2 separate regions of the Mus musculus genome follow, and region 2 is linked to region 1. The links are chromatin contacts, called in public Hi-C maps. All regions are on one chromosome and are shown on one strand. The core of a region is the stretch at or near the end of the contact, and the rest is flanking DNA. Distances in the headings are between cores, read along the strand shown. Region 1 overlaps Lrch1 (leucine-rich repeats and calponin homology (CH) domain containing 1). Region 2 overlaps Lrch1 (leucine-rich repeats and calponin homology (CH) domain containing 1).

Region 1 (4,510 bases), core at 934-3,433:
CAGTCATCTTGTGGTCCCCGCACCGCTGATATCCCAGGGTTTCCACTGCAGCTGAGGTTGCACCTTCGCTAGTGGCCTCCCACGATGGCAGGCCTCAACTTCTTTCCATGACTCTTCAATCTTAGAGTTGTCACTGTCACTGAGGCTACATGATCACCCAGGGACTCTTCTGGTCTCTTCAGGGAGACCCTGCCCCTGCCACACAGTGTCAACCCTCAGCTGCTCTCCATGACACCTTCATGCCTTCAAAACCAGGACCATACAGGAGATTCTTCCACATCATTTACCAAGTTCTGCTGCCAAACCGGTGTGCAGCCTTGGCCCCTGGACTGCACCACAGTTTCCGTGTGCTGACCCTGAGCCAGCACTTCCCAGAAGACCTCCCGACTGCGGTGAAGTCAATCATAGATGATTCTTCAATCCCAGCTGACTAGCATCCGTTGTCCCAATAGAGCACATTTTTACTTCAGTAAGACTAGGATCTTGTTGATTGCAGCTGATGAGACACCACAGATTTTTAATTTGAAATACCACAGGATCAGCCCTGCTAGTCTTTGAGGGAATCCCAGACTTCCTTCTGCATCATCCTTCAGGCCTCCATCGTCAACAAAGTTCTTAGCTTCATCTTCCACGTCCCCACAGTAGGTTATTGAACTCTGAGCACTCAGTGGCTTTTCTAACCAAAGCTTCAAAACCCTCTACCTTCCTCCCTCAAAACAACCCAGTGTATATAATCCTCATGGTTAGGGAAGTCACAGCCAACCTTCTCTCTCTGGTACCAGTTTCTGTCCTAGTTTCCTTTCTGCTGCCGCAATAAACGCTGTTGGATTGCTATGAAGAGGCACCGTGACCAAGGCAACTCTTACAAGGGAAAGCGTTTATTTGGGCTCACTTACAGTTTCAGAGATTTAGTGCATCACAGTGGAGAAGATGATAGCATTCAGGCAAGCAGGGCGCTAGAGAAGTAGTCGAGAGCTGCAATCCTGATCAGCAGGCACAGAAAGAGACAGAGAGACAAAGAAACAGATTGACAGCAACAACTGACCAGTACGATATTTTGTCAGATTAGAGAGAGTCCTTCACAGCCACGGAAGTGCAGAAAGCCTTTGCCAACAGCTCAGCAGACAGACATTAATAGCCAGAATATGGAGAGAACGCGACCAACAATAGAACGCTAAAGGAGTGAGAAGTTCCATGAAGGAGTAGGCACGTGAGTGGAGGAGGAGGTCATTCTCACAGGTACAGGTGGCTAGCAGATACCTGGAAGGGACTTTTAAAACAAAACCATCACTGTCAGAATAGCCGTCATTAAGAAAAGAGCCAAATGAGCAAAGACCCCAGTGAGGGTGGAAATGGCGGTGGGAGTCAGGATGGCAGCTCCTCAGAAGCCTGGAAAATGTCCTCATGACCCAGCTTGAAGGAACCCAGGCCAACATTCCACAGAGATCCCCATACACCGGCGGGAGCACCAGCATTCCACAGAGAGACTCGTACACCAGTGGGGGCACTGTAGGCTCCAGTAGGCAAGCTTGGGGTCAGCCTAGGCACCCATCAGAGACGGTCGGTGAGGAAAATGTGAAGAATCTGCACCATGCTCTTTGCCTTCAGCGACAGAGTAGAACAATTTGATGTTGTTGTGCAGGAAAATGGATGGAACTGGTGATTGTCATTTCATAAATAAGCCAGACTCAGAGTGACAGATACATGCTGCTTCCTGTACACAGAAGCTGGATGATGATGATGATGGTGGTGGTGGTGGTGATGATGATGATGTAAATGTGGAAGTAGATGGGGCAGGCACTTTGGGTGGAAGAAGGGGACTAGCTGGAAGAGTAAATATAACCAAAGTCCATATTACACAACACACACACACACACATCACATCACATCACATCACATCACATCACATCACATCACATCAGCTAACATACAGTAAAAGAACACTCATGAATAATTTAGCTGGTGGTGCTGGCTCAGGAGGCAGAGGCAGGCAGAGAGCTCTGTGGTTTCCAGACCTATCTAGTATACATAATGAGCCTACGATCCACAGTAAGACCCTGCCTCAAAGGAAAAAAGATATCACTTTTTTTTTTTTTTTAAAGACAGGCAGACATCCAGATTGTCTATGACAAGTAGGCCTTTTGCCAGATCTGTCTCTCTTCTGTGAGGGAGCCCATCCTGTTTGGAGAGTCTGAGTCAATCCTTGCTAGCAATTTCAGTCACACACTTGTGTTTAATCTAAGCTTATTTCTTAGGCTCTGCTGGTTGTGAGTTTTTTTTCTCTGCCTCCTATAGTGGGAAATTAAATCAACATTTGACTCAAAGGAGTTCTGAGTGAATTAACTGTTTTGCAAATGTTTTCAGTCATTACGAGTATTGTGTAAAAAAAAAAAAAAAAAAAAAAAAAAGAGGGCGTGTAGCTTCTGCAAATCCCCTGCTTTAGCGTTTTCTGATTTAATTCTCAAAGATAAAAAAGTATTATAACCCCAGAATTTCCTATTTAATGCTAGTTTGGGGAAAGTACAACAGGTCAGGAAAACTCCAGTTCTCTCAGGGATTTCCTTCATGGTTAGCATCACTTTGAGGGCTGGAGCTACAGCCCTCATGGATACATGCTGTGGGACTGAGTTAGAGACCAGGTCTTAGATGGCTGCAGCAGCCCACCACGTTCCATAGTCATTTGCCTCAAAACCAGACTTAGTTAGTCCTGATTGTTTTGTTTTTGTTTTTCTTCCTTAGAGATTATAATTTAACTTAAACGACCGTAATCTGAGACTCTGGGTTTATCTGCTTTAATTAAGCCTAGCTTCTATGACGTAGTAGGATTGTTTCTTCAATGAAAGGGACGGTCTGAGCCCTTTACTTCCCCAGAAGTAGACTTCTGAGAGTGCCCACCTCACCTGAAGAAATACCCCCCCAAACTGCAAGGCAGTCTGAGTGCTGCAGTGATACTACAGAGCTGACTGCTGGTGTTCCTTGGTGTTCTTGCTTGGCTTTTGTTTTGTTGACAGTCTTGTTACATATCCCTGGCTGGCCCCTACATAAGTCAGTGTCACCACCCTTGGCAAAGTGGCTTGCTTCTGCCATGGAAATAGCCGGAGAAAGTCACATTTCAGTTTGTGTTTATGTCTCTTATGTCTGCTTTTCTTAGATTTGACTGGTCAAGCACAGCATTGTACTAGAGCGTTCTTCCTGCAGTAGAAACCTTCTCTGTGGGAAGGAGCTATTTCCCATCTATTAATCCTTGGCCAGCATCTGGTCCCCAGGAAGATCCAGGTTACTTGTGGCTGTTTTAATTCTTGGGTGGTCTCTTTAACAGTGGTATCTTGGTTCTCTGAGATCTACTGTGAAAATGTGTGAGATTGGCTAGATTTAACATGATTTGTTAATCTTAAAATATCTCTTGTTGGTGCTGGAGAGATGGTCTATTGGTTAAGAGCACTAACTGCTCTTTAGGAGAGCCTGAGTTCTGTTCCCAGGACCCAAGCCACTAGCTTCTACTCCAAGGCATCCACTACCCTCTTCTGGTGTGTGTGTGTGTGTGTGTGTGTGTGTGTGTGTGTGTGTGTGTGAGAGAGAGAGAGAGAGAGAGAGAGAGAGAGAGAGAGAGAGAGGGAGAGAGAGAGAGAGGCAAGGAGGGAGAGAGAGAGCTTGCACATATAAATCTTTAAATTATCCTACCATCATAAAGGATTTCCATTATCATCAGCCCACCTGGTATTTTACCTGAGGGTATCAGGCTGAACCCAGAGGATACAGGCAACATGAGCCCTTGGACTCAGAGTAGCCTTTCATTTGAGATTGCTGTACTTAACAAGGAAGTTACAATAAAAAGCTAATACCCCAGCAAAATATTTAAAAGTATATATACATATAATATGCATTTTAAATGCTTTGCTCACTTGGAAATTGTATTTGTGAAATATGTCACAGATATTGTCAATCTTTAAGTTGAAAGCAAAATACAACTTATCTTTCTTACTGGCATATCAGTTATAATTCCTATTAATTTTGAACTCCATGACTTAAAATCCTGGTTCAGACTTGGCAGTAGTACATACCTTTTAATCCCAGTTCTCAAGGCAGAGGCAGGCAGATCTCTGTGAGTTCAAGGCCAGCTTGGTCTACATAGTAAGTTCCAGGCCACCTCCTGGTTTGCAAACTCAGTGCATATGGAAGCTGAATCCTGATAGCAGCAGGCTGTGAGGGCTGCCCAGAAATCTCAACAGCCAATTATGACACATAAATTCCACATAAGTAGAGATAAAACATGGGAGCAGAGGCATCCTGCTGTCTTTGAAGAGTAGTGAAGGGATTTAGATAATAACCTATTATGTGCCAGGCTTTCCTACTGCACATCTCAGAAGCCTCCTTTAGACTCTTCTGTTATATCATCCCAGGGCCCCGAAGGCAAGTTTGGAGGCTCTTGAATTTGAGGCCATTCTGAACTATACCATGAAGCCCTGACTCCAGAAGAAAAGAAAAGAAGAGAAAAGAAAAGAAAAAAGAA
Region 2 (4,510 bases), core at 1,333-3,832, 74 kb before region 1:
CCCATCAGAAACATCTTGGCCTGTGAATCCCTTAATTTAGGAAGGCAGTGTTGAGGTTTGGTCTTTTGCTGTGTATTGTAATGCTAAATACTGGCCCCCAAAGTTGCTTGTCCTCAGGAACAAGATTTTCTTGTACAGCAAGGGATGTTATATAGCCTTGCTCATTAGTTTAAAACCATTGGTTGAGTAAAGATGTCTACAGCCTATAGCTGGGCAGAAGAGAGGTGGGCGGGGCTTCAGTTCTCTGGATGAGGAAAAGAGGGAACAGTGGATAGAAGGCACCATGGTGTAAAGAACTAGCCATGAAGGGGCAAAGTATCCATACCTTGGTCTTCTTTCTTCCCGAGCTTCATGTGTTTCACAAATTGTATCTTATATCTTGGGTATTCTAAGTTTCTGGGCTAACATCCACTTATCAGTGAGTACATATCATGTGAGTTCCTTTGTGATTGAGTTACCTCACTCAGGATGATGCCCTCCAGGTCCATCCATTTGCCTACGAATTTCATAAATTCATTCTTTTTAATAGCTAGTAGTACTCCATTGTGTAAATGTACCACATTTTCTGTATCCATTCCTCTGTTGAGGGGCATCTGGGTTCTTTCCAGCTTTTGGCTATTATAAATAAGGCTGCTATGAACATAGTGGAGCATGTGTCCTTCTTACCGGTTGGAACATCTTCTGGATATATGCCCAGGAGAGGTATTGCTGGATCCTCCGGTAGTACTATGTCTAATTTTCTGAGGAACCGCCAGACTGATTTCCAGAGTGGTTGTACAAGCTTGCAATCCCACCAACAATGGAGGAGTGTTCCTCTTTCTCCACATCCTCGACAGCATTTGCTGTCAACCTGAATTTTTGATCTTAGCCATTCTGAGTGGTGTGAGGTGGAATCTCAAGGTTGTTTTGATTTGCATTTCCCTGATGATTAAGGATGCTGAACATTTTTTCAGGTGCTTCTCAGCCATTCGGTATTCCTCAGGTGAGAATTCTTTGTTTAGCTCTGAGGCCCATTTTTTAATGGGGATATTTGATATTCTGGAGTCCACCTTCTTGAGTTCTTTGTATATTGGATATTAGTCCCCTATCTGATTTAGGATAGGTAAAGATCCTTTCCCAATCTGTTGGTGGCCTTTTTGTCTTATTGACGGTGTCTTTTGCCTTACAGAAGCTTTGCAATTTTATGAGGTCCCATTTGTGGATTCTTGATCTTACAGCACAAGCCATTGATGTTCTATTCAGGAATTTTTCCCCTGTGCCCATATCTTTGAGGCTTTTCCCCACTTTCTCCTCTATAAGTTTCAGTGTCTCTGGTTTTATGTGGAGTTCCTTAATCCACTTAGATTTGACCTTAGTACAAGGAGGTAGGAATGGATCAATTCGCATTCTTCTGCATGATAACCGCCAGTTGTGCCAGCACCATTTGTTGAAAATGCTGTCTTTCTTCCACTGGATGGTTTTAGCTCCCTTGCCAAAGATCAAGTGGCTTTGCCCCTTCTTGGAATTGGGAGCAAAGCACCCATGGAAGGAGCTACAGAGACAGAGTTTGGAGCTGAGACGAAAGGATGGACCATGTAGAGAATGCCATACCCGGGGATCCATCCCATAATCAGCCTCTAAACGCTGACACCATTTCATACACTAGCAAGATTTTCTGAAAGGACCCAGATATAGCTGTCTCTTGTGAGGCTATGCCGGGGCCTAGCAAACACAGAAGTGGATGCTCACAGTCAGCTTTTGGATGGGTCACAGGGCCCCCAATGGAGGAGCTGGAGGAAGTAACCAAGGAGCTGGGGGGATCTGCAACCCTATAGGTGGAACAATAATATGAACTAACCAGTACTCCCCCAGAGCTCGTGTCTCTAGGTGCATATGTATCAGAAGATGGCCTGGTCAGCCATCAATGGAAGAAGAGGCCCATTAGTCGTGTAGACCTTCTATGCCTCAGTACAGGGGAATGCCAGGGCCAAGAGGTGGGAGTGGGTGGGTGGGGGAGTGGGTGTGGGAGGGTGTGGGGGACTTTTGGTATAGCATTGGAAATGTAAATGAAATAAATACCTAATTAAAAAAAAAGACAGGCTAGAGTACAGATACATGTCAACAACAGCACATGTTTCAGGACTTAAGACTAATATACATTCCGTTAGTGAGCACTAAATCTTTATCACCCAGAGAAATATTTTCACATAAGAAAATTAGGTATGCGGATTGTAGTGTAGATATCCTGCACTTTATGTTTAATATCTACTTATAAGTGAGTACATACCATACATGTCCTTTTCGGTCTGTGTTACCTCACTCAGGATATTCTCTAGTTCCATCCATCTGCCTACAAAGTTCATGATGTCCTTGTTTTTAATAGGTGAGTAGTATTCCATTGTGTAAATGAACTACATTTTCTTTATCCGTTCTCAGTTGATGGACATCTGGGTTGTTTCCAGTTTCTGGCTATTATGCATAAAACTGCTATGAACAAAAAAAAAAAAAAAAAAAAAAAAAGAACTAGCCATGAGGGCTGCCCAGTCAGAGTAGGTGTGTCTCAGCAGGAGCACAGCAAGTCCTATCCTCGGGGTTAGTGATAGGGGAAGTAGATACTGAAAGCCATAGAGGGTTGATATCTACCCATGTGACTAAGGCTTGTTATAAATATAAAAGTTTGTGTGTCTTTTATCAGAGAACTGAATGATCCAAGGTGCAAGGTGGGGTAGAAACCCCCAAATTAATATTAAGTATTTACCACAACAAGAAAGGGCAAGGTGCTAGTGTGTGAGAATCCATCCTGTGTATTTGGCAGGAAACAAAAAAAGCCAGAGATGTTTTTGAGCCCTGTTACTTGGTTTATGATGAGGAGTTACTGAAAAAGTGACATCAGAGGACCAGGTAGGAGCCAGGCCTTCGTCCCTCTCCTCTCTCCCTGTCCTGTTTACCCAGGCAGGGCAGGGACAGTGGCAGGAGGAGGCACACAGGCTCTCCTGCAGCGAGGACAGGGAATCCTGGGGCACCACATTTGAACCTGCGATTCTTTATCAGCTCAAGAAGCCCTTTTCACTGCAAATCAACTCCTTTGTAATCAAGGAAAATTAGCTTTTTAGACAGGTGTCATTGGTTAGATTTAAGATTGAACTTTGGCCTTTACCTTATCAGGTACTGTGTGACCTTATCCGTAAACATTGTTTTCATAAAGGATCCGTTTTTTTTAGCCAGTAGGCTTGAAGGAGAGAAGCGGAGGCTTGGGACCCCTGGACTTGCCTGAGAGAAATAAGTGTCAGATGAATGGCTTCAGGAAGCTAAGACTGCTGACATAGGCAGTGGACATGGAGCTAAAGGGACACAGTTGCCCCTCCCCTTTATGAATGTTCCCCTTGGGGACCTTGGGTCTTTGTTACCCATGTGTGGTTCCTTTGACTCTCATGAAAACTGCAAATAATCCAAAAATACCTCGTGACAAAGTATATGAGACAGATGCTGAGGGAACAGATGTGGCTAAGAGGAAACATGCCCCTGCTCGTGCATGCTAATTAACTAGATTGTTAACTCCATGGACTTGGGGTGGGCTAAGCAGCTTTTGGTTATAAAACTCATTCGACCCACCAGAGAGGCCTTGGATGGTTTTATAAGCTTAGATTTTTCTAAAGTGTGTGTGTGTGTGTGTGTGTGTGTGTGTGTGTGTGTGTGTGTGTGCGTGCCTGCCTGCCTGCCTGCCTGCCTGCCTGTCTGTCTGTCTGTCTGTGAGAATGTCTTTTTAGGTTAAAGAAAGTGTGGTCCTGAAGTTAGAGTTAAAGGTGCTTGGGAGCCCCCCAGCATAGGTGCTGGGAGTCGAACTCAGTCCTCTGGAAGGACAGCAGGCACTTTAAACTACTTAACCACCTCTCCGGGGTCCAGAAGCTTAGACTGCTCAGTTTGAAGCCAGCACTGGCCCTCAAACACCTCCAGGGAGAGTGAACCAGCACAGCAGAGCCTTCTCAGAGTTGTTTTTGGCTGCTGTGATAATGACTCAGTCAGTCTTGTCACTGGCCTGGTTAGGTGCTTGCATTGATTGGGTGGCAAGACCTGGACAGAAGTATAGGAATGGTTTCAGCATGGGTTTGAGAGTAGAAATTTCTGGAAATATCCATCCCTACCACCCCCCAATCCTCTTTTCAGCAGGAAGTTGAGATATGCCTTTGTTCTAAGAGAATTTCCTTGTTAGCATTCTTTTTGGCCAGTTTTCACCTTGTGAAAAAGATCTCTATAAACTACTCTGCTTTGGGAGTCAGGTCTCAGTCTATCCCTGGCTTCCTTCTCCCTTGGCTTCCTAAGTGCTGGGTCACAGGTGTCTACCCCCGTGCCCGGCTTACATGCTTATAAATATTTCATAATCACAAATTACCTTGTGAATTATGTACTTGCCACCTTTGAATAACTAACTGAGCTGTCTTCCTAGAGGTGGCTGTAGAGCTCTCCTCAGAGCTTGAGAAAAGCCAGCAGAATACCAAGGGGACCGTTATCCAACCAGTTTCTTAAACAGGTC

What was found. Hi-C and Micro-C count contacts between places; a contact is called where the count stands out from the background.
Region 2: a Hi-C map of Th2 cells shows a contact between it and region 1, with 1.7 times the contacts expected there. The contact joins two enhancer-like sites. A contact is called at or near these places in 1 of 15 datasets of contacts at CTCF or cohesin (large pre-B cells), 8 of 484 Hi-C or Micro-C datasets (B cells, the C10 cell line, CD8 T cells and 5 more), 1 of 115 datasets of contacts at active chromatin or transcription factors (the HPC-7 cell line) and 1 of 9 other capture datasets (embryonic stem cells).

Annotation. Positions count from the first base shown.
Region 1 is chr14:74,765,669-74,770,178 of GRCm38.p6, reverse strand. The region is part of intron 18 of Lrch1 (leucine-rich repeats and calponin homology (CH) domain containing 1); the gene reads left to right. Among named protein-coding and RNA genes, the nearest start is that of Esd, 36 kb to the right of the region's middle. Within about 2 kb of position 2,183, at least 2 of the 459 cell types and tissues checked have an H3K27ac peak or open chromatin away from gene starts, as enhancers often do. A contact at or near this core is called in Th2 cells, where this site is marked.
Region 2 is chr14:74,839,948-74,844,457 of GRCm38.p6, reverse strand. All of the region lies in intron 2 of Lrch1 (leucine-rich repeats and calponin homology (CH) domain containing 1), which reads left to right. Among named protein-coding and RNA genes, the nearest start is that of Gm52135, 24 kb to the right of the region's middle. Within about 2 kb of position 2,582, at least 88 of the 459 cell types and tissues checked have an H3K27ac peak or open chromatin away from gene starts, as enhancers often do. A contact at or near this core is called in Th2 cells, where this site is marked.